2 separate regions of the Mus musculus genome follow, and region 1 is linked to region 2. Evidence: chromatin contacts called from public HiChIP or PLAC-seq data. All regions are on one chromosome and are shown on one strand. The core of a region is the stretch at or near the end of the contact, and the rest is flanking DNA. Distances in the headings are between cores, read along the strand shown. Region 1 has its middle 57 kb from the start of Gm36784. Region 2 holds the start of Barx1 (BarH-like homeobox 1).

Region 1 (5,999 bases), core at 3,069-5,568, 100 kb before region 2:
GCAGTCGGCTGTTGGCACATTTGTCTCATTACCATCTGCTCTGACTCTGTAATTTCTACTGAGGCTTCTTCTGTCATCGGATCAGAATGCAGAGCTTTGTAATCATCTCATCGCAGACATAACTCTCAGGTTTAGGCACTGCATCTGTGCACTGCCAGAGCACTGTCCCTGCCAGAGCACCGTCCCTGCGTGAACCTGATACAGATGCCGATGCCACAGAAACGGAATCACACAGCTGTGTTCTCTGGATTGGCTGTAGGTTTCTGGAATTGGTTATCTAGTCTTAAAAAGACTTAAAGGTACTAATCACCCTATTCTCCTTGGTAAAGAAGACAGTGCAAGGGCTCTGGATGGAGCTTACTAGCTAGCTCAGTGGTAGAGCATTTGCCTAGCACCTGCGAGGGTCAAACCCCGGTACTGCAAATAACCATGAAAACAAACCGTCTGGGGATGTGGAGGAATATTGAGATTAATCCTGTTGGGCATTTGTAATCAAAGAGGTAGAGGGTGTCTGGGTAGCTAAATATTTGCTGCATTAGAAAATCATTTAAATTAAATAACATCTACAATGGCTCTGAGTTATTTTTGATTAATGAGGGGACTGGAAGAAATCAGGAACCCGGGCTCCCAGTTCCTACTCAAGTTCTACATCAATGACACAAGAGTCTCTGTCTGCCTTGACATCCTTGTTCCCCACAGCGGAGGGACTGAGATTTCTGCAAAGCAAGCTTAGAAGAATCTCATTCTGCGCGTGGCTGAATCGTTTGCTCATGGTGGTCAACTCTGTGAGAAGGCAATGTTCTCAACCTCACATTGTCTTTTCGTTAAAGTAAAAGCATCAAGTGAGAAGGAGTGAGCATCTACAAGTTGCAGTAGACAGAGACTGAGCAGACAACCTGAGTGGAGTAGGGGGCAGCAGGCTTTGAAAGCCTATTACATTTCCTTTGTTGATAGAAGCAGTTCTTGCCCACCTGGGAAGATAGATCTCTGCCTATGGGGTCTGAAGAGCCTTCTCCATTTTTCTGCCCTGTCTGGGAAGATACACCCTCTGACTGCAGAATCCGGAGAGCCTTCCCCATCTCAGACAGTTGTATCACAGCGCGCTGCCTGCTTTCCCCAGGACTCACTTCCACTGTGTGTTTTTTGGTTTGGGGATGGTAACTAGCCTTGGGGCTAGGGTTGTAGCTCAGTGGTACAGTCTTTGCCTAGCACGCGTGAAGCCCTGGGTTTGCTCTCCGGTGCTGAGAGAAGAGGAGGAGAAAAGGAAAAGCTAGCCACTGGTTTAAACCTTCATACAAAGCACGGCAGCACTTGATGTAAGACAGGAGTGTGCATGATCCAGGAGGAAATTTGCTTCACCCCCAAACCACCCAGTTGCTGTGCACTGACTCCGACAGAAATTTAGGGGAGCACACATGAGAATGAACAGATACTAAGGCTGTCAAACAATGGCTGAAGGGGCACAGTGTCAGGCAGGAAGAAGGTGCTGGACTGTGTTTGTTTGCTAGGCAGGTGTTTTGGGCTTAATGTTATAGTAGGTAATGCTGGCATGATGGTGGCTGACAGACGTGAGCCTCAGGATCCATCCCAACTCATACAGGGCATGCAGCCCTCATGTATAGTCTCTAGGAATGGGCTGGGGTCCTTAAGTCTCTGAACATGATAGAATCTCAAATTTGTTCTTCAATATATGAAGTGAGGGCCACAAAGATGGGAAGGACCATGTAGGATCTGTTAGAATAACCTCCACCACTGAAACAGTCAACCAAGTATAATTATTTGGAAAACTAGAGGTGTAATGTGAGGGGCGGTGACTTCCATGTCTCTATTTGTATCTCCTATTTGCATTCAGCAAGAGAGACAGATTCGGGAGAGGGATGGAGATGGTCCTAATCTCTGCCAAGCAGAGACTACACTTGCAGCTGTCACGCCAGATGTGGTTTTATTTTTTGGTGTCTTTGTCAGGGTTTCTGTTCTTGCACAAACATCATGACCAAGAAGCAATTTGGGGAGGAAAGGGTTTATTCAGCTTACACTTTCCACATTGCTGTTCATCACCAAGGAAGTCAGGACTGGAACTCATGTAGGTCAGGAAGCAGGAGCTGATGCAGTGGCCATGGAGGGTGCTGCTTACTGGCTTGCTTCCCTTGGCTTGCTCAGCTTGCTCTCTTCTAGAACCCAAGACTACCAATCCAGGGATGGCACCACGCACAATGGGCCCTCCCCTCTTAATCACCAGCTGAGAAAATGCCCCACAGCTGGATTTCATGGAGACACTTCCCCAACTGAAGCTCCTTTCTCTGTGATAACTCCAACCTGTGTCAAGTTGACACACAAAGCCAGCCAGTACACTTGGATATGTGAACTCATGCCTTGGGACCAGATGTGCAACCACAGATGCAACAAATACTTTCCCAACAGCCCTGTCCATGGACACAACCAGAAGTGGTTTGCTTTCAGCCAACAAGGCCAGCACTACACCTTCAGCCACCATCCTTGCTCAGAGGCATGCCAACTCTCTAGCTCGACTATAATTTGTTCACAAGACTCACTCTCATATTTCCCTGACATCACACTGATCTATTGGGTTGACAGCATTGTGCTGAGGGTACCTAGTAAGGAAATGGCAACAACTCCACCCTGATGGGTAAGACATTTACATATTACAGAGGAGACAATCCAGGACTTCCACCTTGGCAAAAGTTCTATGGGCCTGTTGTATGGGACATGATGCTGCTGTAACAAAATGCCTGACAGAAGCACTTAAGGACGGAATGGTTTATTTTGGGTCACACTCTAAAGGTCCAGTCCATCATGGTGGGAAAGGCATGGTGACAGGGACGTGAGGCAACTGGTCACATTGCTGTCCACATTTAGGGTGGGGGTTTTCACTTCAATTATCCTAACCTAAAATCCCCTCACAGATGTGACGTGCCCAGATGTTTGTCTCCAGGTGACTCTAGTCCCTGACTTGTTAGTGATCTGTGTTAGCCATCACACAGGGTGAAATATCAACTTGCATCCGGTCACTCGTGTGCACAATCAAGAAAGAGGCCTGAGGCCTGGTGGGCTTCTTCATGCTGATGAGTTGCCCCTCTGACCTGTTGACTGAGCCACCCAAAAGAGACAGGCTTTGGGTGTGGCCTGGGATTATATTCCATTGCAATAGGTCCAGGACATTGTGCAGGTGACTTGGAGACTTGGACCACCAGTTCCAGCAGATCCAATGGTACTTGGAGCGTTGGTGGCAGCTGCTGTTTGGAGCCTTGGGCAGGTGAATTTCCGGTTGCTGGGATGTGGGAGCAAGGCCCTGACTGCAGAGATGACTGCCCTCCTTTGAGTCCACTCTTGCTCTGCCGTTGGGTCTCGGTAGAAAAGTGAAGATCGTCTGTGGAATCAGCCACGAAGTTGCCATTCAACCTGAGTGGCTGCCCGGTGTTAGCTGAAAACCATTCCCTAAGCCTGGAGTACCCACCACACTTCCAAAAGATACACTGTAGTCTCAAATATTGGTCCCCCAAAGAGCAAAATCACTAAAATGTAAAGCTCCCCAAATCATAGCTCTTAAAGACTGTCTTCCTGAATACTGGAATCCATAGGGGGAGGACCTGATAGCTAAAATCTGGTTCCCTAATTGCTTCTTGATGGCGTCAATAAAGATGGTAGAAGCCAATTGCTGGGCAAAGGAATAGAGGTGGGATTTCCAGGTCCCAGGAGGAAGAGGAGGAGGAGGAGGAGGAGGAGGAAGAGAAGGAGAGAGAGAGAGAGAGAGAGAGAGACAGGAGAATCACATCCACCCTGTAGGCCTGGAGGCTATTAGAACGGGTGACAGTCTCCGCCATCACCACCGGAAGAATTCTGATAAGGGTAACTGTTGAGTTTAGGACAATAGATTCCACTCCCAGTGGTTGTGTTACCCGGCTGGTATTAAAATATTAAGGCTGTCTGGTGTTTTCCATCCTCAGTGACTCAGATGAGCAGGAGAAAGGGCACAGTGGCAGGTCAGTTGGTGGTGGTTGGCAGCTGGCGGAGCTAGCTGAGGAGGTGCTTGGTCAGTGCAGAGTGATCAAAGCTCCCGGTGGTGTTTATGAGAAAGGCATTTGCTAGCTGTGGGGGGCTGAGCGAGATGGCGGAGGGTGGACACTGATCCCAGAGTCTAGCCAGAGCAATCGTGTTTTTAAAATTACACCAACAGGAATCTTGAGAAAAAATCCCTTAATCTGCATCTGACAAGGGAGAAAAGGATTATGCAAGAGGGCTGAACTCCATTGTCAGGCAAACAGGATCTGATGAGAAGGGGAACCCTGCACAGCAACAAGGAAAGGCTGCCTTTGTCTGAGGAGGCCGAGTGACACTTGCGCAAGGGTGTTGCTGCTGGGTCACACACATTGCCTATCAGCTCAGTGACAGTCTGTATGTGGGAACAAGCGTCTGGACAGAGGGCATTTAGGAGCCTAAAGCTTAAACATGTGTACCCAAGATGGGACAGTTTAACAGGGACGTGTGTGTTGGTGAACGATGAACCACAGAAGAGCCTTAGAAAGAGCAGGACCAGGAAAGCGCGCATGTGAGCACCTTCAACAGACTCTCCATGTCCTGGGAAAAAAGTGATCACCACAGTACATCCAGGAAAGCCAGCCTGACCCTGGTCCCCTCCATGCGATTGCCCGGAATCTATCCCTGCAACCCGCTCTATCATATATTCAATTGTCTTTGTAGGTTTTTTTCTCCTTAAAATGTTTCCCCTCTTCCTGTAAGCAACCCGAGGTGACCCGGGAAGATGCTTTGTTGCTCTCTTGACTCAGAAGCCCCTACAAAATCAAAACATTCAAATCTCATGTTCACTTTAGGAATATATGGGAAACTACCCAGGCCATCAAGATTGTACATATCCAGAAAGCCACCAAGTACCTAAGGTGCCACTTTAAAGAAGCCACATGTGCCGTTCTGGCAGTATAACCGTGGGGTTGGTAGGTGCATCCAGGCCAAACAGTGAGGCTGGACAACAGGGTTAGTGGCCAAGAAGTGCTGAATTTTGGCTGCACGTGATTACACATACAGAGAATGATGCTGAACGGAAGGGCTTAGCTGGAGAGTCTCTAGTCACTGAATGTGTCACAAAGCACCAAAGATCCGAGGACAGACTCCCAGGGCTCACGGATGGATTAGCTCATGCGTGAACTCCCCCTGCCACACTGAGATGACCCTCACTGAAAAGGGACACATTTCTCCAAAAGCCAGAAGAGGAGGCTGCACAGAAGAAAGAGATACCAAGAAGGAACCGAAGAAATAAAGCCTTACGGTGCAGGAATAAATTCAGCATAAAACAACGATGACAGCGAAACTTCTCTTACTTTAATTTTTTCCCAATTTGGGGATTATTGTGTTCAGAGATTACGTCCTTGGGTATCATGGTTGGCACTGGCATTTGCCCAGCCTGCAGAAACACAGCTGTCCTAACTGCTGCTTGTGGGATGCCTTATCCCCCTCCCCCACCCCCAGTATGATGTTGCAGGAGATGGAGCTCCTGACCCAGGAACCCACCTCAAAGCCGAAGATGCAGTCAAGGCTCCTCCCACAGTCTCACTGCTTCTGCTGTGTTCCCCACTACCCTAGACCAGTTGGGTGTGGAGCAGCAACTTTCTTCTCACTTTGTAGCCTAGGTTGGCTCAAAGCTGCTGTGGTATGTGTTAACTCAGTGCAAGGCGGGTGGCTTGCTTGGCACGGATTTATCTTCCCGCAGTTCTGGAGGCCAGGGCTTTGGAGTCACTGTGTCTACCGGGCTTGCAACCTCCTGAAATTCCAAAGGGGGCATCCATCTTGCACCTCTGTTCCATCTCGAGCCTCTGTTGCATCTCTAATGCTGTTGGCCATCTGCAGCATGCTGGGTCAGCCTTCCATTACTGTGACAAAACACCTGAGGCGATCAACTGAAAAGGTTGACTTTGGCTCAGAGCCTCAAAGGTTTGGGGCCACCAACCTCTGGCTTCATTGCCTTG
Region 2 (6,103 bases), core at 573-3,072:
GAGGAGTCTAGAAAAGAGTATCCCTCGCATCCTTTGCTCTTTTTTGGAGTCCCCATGAGCCAGTAGGCTCCGAGATTTCAGGATGCTTTAGAGCAAGTTCGCTGCTCCGAGGACATAGAGTATGCCTTTCGTGAAAAAGAGAAACTAAGAAGAAACGGGTGAATTTGGAAGCGGGGGCGGGGGTGGGGGAGCTTTTGCATTGGGAAAAGAACGTTGTGGAATGTGAGCATTTGTTTTTCTGGGCGCTGTACCTACATCACTGGCTGAGGCTTGGACATTGGCGAGGAAAGGGTCACCAAAGCATCCTTTGAACCTGAAAATTGTCTTTCTTGTTTCCTCTGTTCAGACCCCCTCCCCCCAAGAAGCATGAAGACCTCTCCATGTTCTTTAGCCCTAAATCGGCTGTTTGCCCGCTTCAAACGAATTGCCAACAACAGAGTCCTTTTATAGTGAACGGCAGCAGAGAGGCTGTGAACCAGATGAACATCAAAGAGGCAAACTGGACTGGCTGCTACCAAGACTGGACAGAATCTGGGGCCGGTTCCGGAGGCCGCTAGCTGAGCTGGAGTCTATATTGGACGCTTCCTTTCCTGGTAGGCTTCTCCTAAAAGAGATACTGGAAAGGATGGATCTGCCTGGCTGAGAACCATCAGGGTAAGGGGAGCATAGAAAACATAGCAGGAAGTGGGAAGAGAATCTTGCGGAGGGGGAGAGGTAGAGGGGAGACAGATCCACTTTACCAAAAGGCTAGGAAGGAGGTCAACCAAAGAGAGTCACTAAGCCCTAAGCCGAGATGCAGTACAGGGCAGACTGCCTCACAATCTCCCAAGAGACAAGACGGAGACAGAAAAGATCTGAGCAAGTGCTTCAAGACGCACGAAAGCCCAGCAGATCTCGGGATGGAAGGACCAACTGGGCAGCGGATCACAACCAGGCCTCTTTCCCTCAAACAAGGCCTACGGAGACCCTGGCCGCAGCACAGGCCTCGGTCGGTTGCTGACTGGAAAGCACGGGGTTCTGAAAGGCTCCTGGATGGCTTGGGCATCCAACACTATGCGACACGACCCTCTTCTCCAGAGCTTTCCCAGTCTGGGCAGCTACTGTTATGCCCAGCCAACCCTACCGCGAAACTCAGGCTTCCCCTGGTTTGAAGTCATTTTGATCCAGAGTGCTCGGTAGATTGATTTTGTAGCAACCATAGGGATGCGGTCTCTGGCTCCTGGCCTCGCCTATCACCCGATTCGAAAAAACTCGAAGCCGCCCTGAAGCAGAAGACAAACTCTCTTCTGGTCTGACGCGAGGACACAAGGCCTGGTTTCTGCCTAGCTCATTGCTCGCACCCTCCACTTTCCCGTTGGAGTGCGCGAAGAGAGGTAGGTGCCTCGGGCCTGCGCTGAGCTGCATCCCAGGTCGCTCCAGAAACAGGGGAGAAAGAGGATGAATTACGGACAACCCCAGGTCTCCGACTCCCACCCGCCCGCCAAGCCCAGTCCTCTGCGCGGCGGCCGCTGCACGTACCCAGGTGGCTGTGGAAGGGCCGGGCGGCCAGCAGCGCCTGTACGCCGAACTTGAGCAGCTCGCCCGCGGCGGCAGCGGCGGCCGCGGGCGCTGCGCCCTTGGGCCCCGGAGGCTCAGTGAGGATCTCTTCGATCATGAAGCTGCGGTAGCGATGCGGTCGGTGATCCGCACAGCCCTCGGGCGGACCGAAGCGCGCGGCTCCCGGCTCCCCTGGCCGCTGCATCGCGGCTCCCGGGGATGCGCCCGCGGCTAGGAAGCGACGGCGGCTAAGCTCCGGCGCGGGGCCCGCGCGGGGCTCTAGGCCGGCCCGCAGCTCGCGGCGGCGCGCGGGCGCCGGCTCATGCCCCCTCCCCCGCCGGCTGGCCGGGCGGAGGCGCAGGGCGCGGGCGGGGCGCGCGGGGCTCGGCCAGTCGGACCCGGGACTGCGTCCCCGCCCCGCGCCGCCGCGCCTCTAGCCTGGCCAGCCCCGCGTCACTGCCTTGCCCCGCCCGCCCTGCCCCGCCCCGCCCCGCGCTGCCGCCCCCCACCCACTAGGCCCAGCCGGAGGGAGGGACCCAGGAGGGAGGAAAGGAGGTTGAGAGGAGGGAAGGAGGGAAAGAGCCCGGGATAGGGGCTCGCAGGCCGGGACCAAGGGAAAAAGAGGAGAGCTCGCCCAAGAGGACAGCCCTGAGGATAGGACACTGCGGAGATGGGCAAACCGAGGATCTTGAATGAGAGGCGTGAAAAAGTCTGAAGACAGACAGCAAGGACCACGCAGGATCCTAGGCAGTGATGTGAAGGTGTCCAAGACGCCTCTTAGACGTGAGTGCGCCGAGACGTAGAGAGGAGAGAGCCCCAGAGGTGCAGGAGGGCACGGGGAGGGCACAGCAGCAAGGCCAGCGGACTGGGTGGGATGGGGAGGGGCTGGAGTGGTGGTGAGGAGGAGGGGCAAAAGCCAAGCTGGGAAAGGGGTAGCCTTAAACAGCTTTCCCAGGTCTGCGAGATGCTGTAGGGATCCAGTGCAATACACCGGGGTGTAACTCGCAGGGTGGTGACCATGCCTGTGCACCACTTCCCCCCCTTCCCTGTCCACCCCAACCTCAGTTTACCATTTTGATCTCAAATCTCTGAAGCTACCCTGGGAGAAAAAAAAAAAGATTCTCCAACTAGGATTTACCTAAATTTCTAATTTAAGCTTACCTGGACACATTTTCTCTGGCAACCACCAGACTTAGTGGGCTGAGTTATGTTTACTTAGAGCAAGGGATAGAATAAGGGCAGATGAATAAAAAGGGGAAAGACTGTCACTGGATGAACTTTGAGGCAGGGGATCATGGAATACTCTGAGAGTCTGGGGACCTAGCTCCATCTCTGAGCCTCCAGTCTCTCACAGGACTAAAGATGGGGCTGTTAGATCATTCTCTTTTTCTCTCCCCAAATTAACCTCTGTTGAGTGTGCCTCTTTGAGTCTTGGCACTGACAGTTTCTGAGCTGTCTCAAGTCTGGAAGACTTGACTCTTGGCTCCAGGGAGTTTGTGGGGATGGAAGGTGAGACTTTTCTATACCCAGGGTGACCCATGCCAGCTGTTCAGGGGTAGCAAGAAGGGTAGGGTGTCCTCAGGAGGCTAGGAGAGGACTTGCTGTATTTCCTATCTGCCTCTCTCAGGAGTCTTGGGTTCTGTCTCCACCCTGTCCAGCCTTCCTAGACTGGACTCCATGTTTTAAGCCACTCCTACTTCCCACGAATGCTCTCCACAGAGCCTAAGCCCTCACTGCTGGGAAACTGAGTTCATCACACTATATCCCAACTCTCCAAGTTGAAATAATTTCTTCTGCCTGCTGACGGGGTTGGGGTGGAGGGCTCAGAAGCCTACTGGACTGTAGCATCCGGGACACTAAGAAATGACCAATAGCCTTTGACCATTGAGCCTGGGAAGGGGACAAAGGGCATCTTTCCAAATGTTCTGCTGAGATGCAGACCCCCCCCCCCCAAAGCTCATTGCTACAGCTCAGCCAAATGTGCAGCGACTTTCTGAGTCAGGAGACCACCATCAGGACTGAAGGGAAGCAGTCTTTAGTGGCTTCCCGTTGCTTTAGACTCCTGAAAGGGGATAATCAGGTAACCAAAATAACTCTTTAGAAGGGTGATACAGGACCCACTAAGACCACCCGCACACATATCAGAGACAGAGTGGCAATGGGCATCTTCCCACTGAACAGAAAGGAAAGTCGGTGTCTACTCAGGACATAGGAATCTTGGCCAACAACCTCCTTTCTCAATACAACTCAATCCAAGGACTGGTTCAGGCATTCCAGTGAGTAGAAGCGGCTTTCTAGGTACCATACCTATACCAGAACAAAGGCCTTTCTGCCTATACTGCTTCCACTCTGTCCATCCCTGGAGGGCTCAACATCAGGCCCCTCCACTTCCTCTTGGGCATCGGAAGGAGTATAGCTTGGAATGGGTTCTACTGGGGAGGAGTCCCAGCCAGCTCCCATCCTATCTTCTCTGATTTTGATCCCGACAGAAGCCACCCTGTATTTGAACACTATGCGCCTTCCTTCCAATTTCAGCCAGGTTTCCCCAAAACGCAAGGTTGATCCTGGAAATGGGTCTGAGCTACCAAGACCACTCATTCCTATTGTCGATATCCAGTCAACAGCTCTGTTTTTATTGCCAGGAAGGAGTTTAAGGTCAAGCTGAACAGAGGAGGCTCATTTTTTTCTGGCATGAAGGTCTTAATTCTAGAAAGAGACCCCACCCCCACTCCATTCCACAGGTGCGCCTCTCCCCCTCCCACACACACCCTCCAGCTCCTTGGACGCTGGCCAGGACTGTTTCAAGCCGCCCAGGCCGAATGCCTGCAGTGATTCCTGCCTGCTGGGAATGAAGCCCCAAGGACTAAAAGCTTAGCCTGGCACCAAAGGCTCAGAGCCAGGCTATGCCCCGATGCCCCATGCCCTCTTTAAGCTCGAGCCCCTGACGCATCCTTTTCAAACTACATTCTTCTCAAAGTCCAGAGGGACCCTAAAGCAAACCTGCGAATAAACCCCTTTTAGGCGAAAAAAAAATTGCGAAGAAATGGCTTCAGGGATCCTTTGTTTAGGAATTCTGCATTGGCTGGCTGGAAAGGGGTTAGTTCACAAGGAAAGGGGTTCCCCCTTCCACTTGGACGGCACAGGACGAAGGGAAGTCCCCACTAGAGGCGCAGCCACTGAGTCCTAAGCCTAAAGCCCGCCAGGGCCTCCCGCCTGTCGCCTAAACTAAAATCCCGGAAACTGGCCGCTCTGGGAGAGGCAGGCACGGTGGAAAAGGTGACCTCAGCGTCCCAGGCCAGCCACCCTCCCGGGTGGCCCAGCAACGAAGGACTCCAGGCCGCAGGAGATCCTTGGCGCAGTTTCTTCCGCCAAGAGGGGACCCTTGTACGCGGAACCCGTCCCATTTCCCACTTGCGAACCCGGAAGACCCCGGGGCTTCAGCTGGCTGTGGCAGGTTAGAAGGGAGGGATGGGTCACAGCTGAACCCCAGAGCAGGGATGTGAGGTTTCAACGCGCACCGCTTCCAGCTGCAGTTTCTTTCCAAAGCACCTCCAAGAGGGAAGGAATTCTGCAGGCAATCTAACCGGGAAGTGGTAGTCCCTTATGCCACTAAGCAGATGGAGCAACCCAAAGCCAGTTCAGCCACCAGCCTCAGGGGGCTTCTAAGTGGGGCTCCCCTCCAAGCCTCCCTAAACCTTGAAGATTTCTTTTTTGTCTACTTTCCCACTTGCAACCGATCTGTATCTCATTCAGCAAATTGAATTTGGGACCCCGGGTGTCTGGAAGGAAGATTTCTTAAAACTTCTGTGGGCCAAACAACTTTCCGGAAACCGTCCCCAGTTTACAGTAAGCTCTAAGCCCCACTAAGTTCGTTCGCCCCAGAGCAGCGCTCTGGGTCTTCTTTCCAGGAACAAACACCCTGGAGAGCCCCAACTAGGGTGTTTTAAGCCTGCCTCTCCAGGCAGGTTTGCGGTGGTGGCCTTGGCGGGTGGCCTTCAGCACGGAATACGTTTCAACTCAGATGACCATCGCCTGGACCTGGAGGGCAACGTGTGATCTGGGCAGGCTGCCGTCTGCGCCCTGCACTTTGCTAGAAAGAGGTCATCAGTTTGGCTTCAATACACAAAACCGTCGAGATTATAAAAATACGCGGTCCCCACACTCACAGATCACATCTAAGTTGCCTTTCGTTGGAGAGCCGGTCTCTGTAACTGTTTCATTATGGGTAGTTCGATATCCTTGTGGACTTTCGTTTTGAGTCTTTCCTGACTCTTCCCGGAGCTTGGAAGTCGAAATGCATTTTGCGTGACAGTGCCTTTGCAGATACGATCTTTGAGATTGGTTCCTTTGTGTCCTTGGGGGTTGTTGTTTAACAATGTGTGATTTCCTTTGGAATTTTGAGTTAAGATATATCCATAGCGCTCTCCAAGGAACCGGTTGTTGATGGTCAAGGTTCCTGGCGATTCTTCGCTGGTGTTTCACACCCACCCCTGCCTTTAGCGGCTTCCGGTGCGACCCCAGACTAGAGGTGAGAACCAGGTCACTCCCAAGACAGTGGTCGCTGACT

What was found. HiChIP or PLAC-seq counts read pairs in DNA pulled down with a chosen protein or histone mark.
Region 1: a contact with region 2 is called in an H3K4me3 HiChIP or PLAC-seq map of craniofacial prominence, with 2.4 times the contacts expected there. The contact joins the enhancer-like site here to the promoter of Barx1 in region 2. A contact is called at or near these places in 9 of 39 promoter capture datasets (the 3T3-L1 cell line, the C10 cell line, the SN4741 cell line and 6 more), 3 of 484 Hi-C or Micro-C datasets (embryonic fibroblasts and round spermatid), 6 of 115 datasets of contacts at active chromatin or transcription factors (craniofacial prominence, embryonic basal ganglia, embryonic forebrain and 3 more) and 2 of 9 other capture datasets (adipose tissue and embryonic stem cells).

Annotation. Positions count from the first base shown.
Region 1 is chr13:48,762,365-48,768,363 of GRCm38.p6, reverse strand. It overlaps the pseudogene Rpl17-ps6. Among named protein-coding and RNA genes, the nearest start is that of Gm36784, 57 kb to the right of the region's middle. Within about 2 kb of position 4,318, at least 6 of the 459 cell types and tissues checked have an H3K27ac peak or open chromatin away from gene starts, as enhancers often do.
Region 2 is chr13:48,658,755-48,664,857 of GRCm38.p6, reverse strand. Barx1 (BarH-like homeobox 1) reads right to left here and starts at 1,822. Exons shown (of 4, transcript NM_007526.4): 1 at 1,519-1,822. The coding sequence starts at 1,741. Gm36606 (a long non-coding RNA gene) reads left to right here and starts at 2,066. Exons shown (of 4, transcript XR_382336.3): 1 at 2,066-2,319.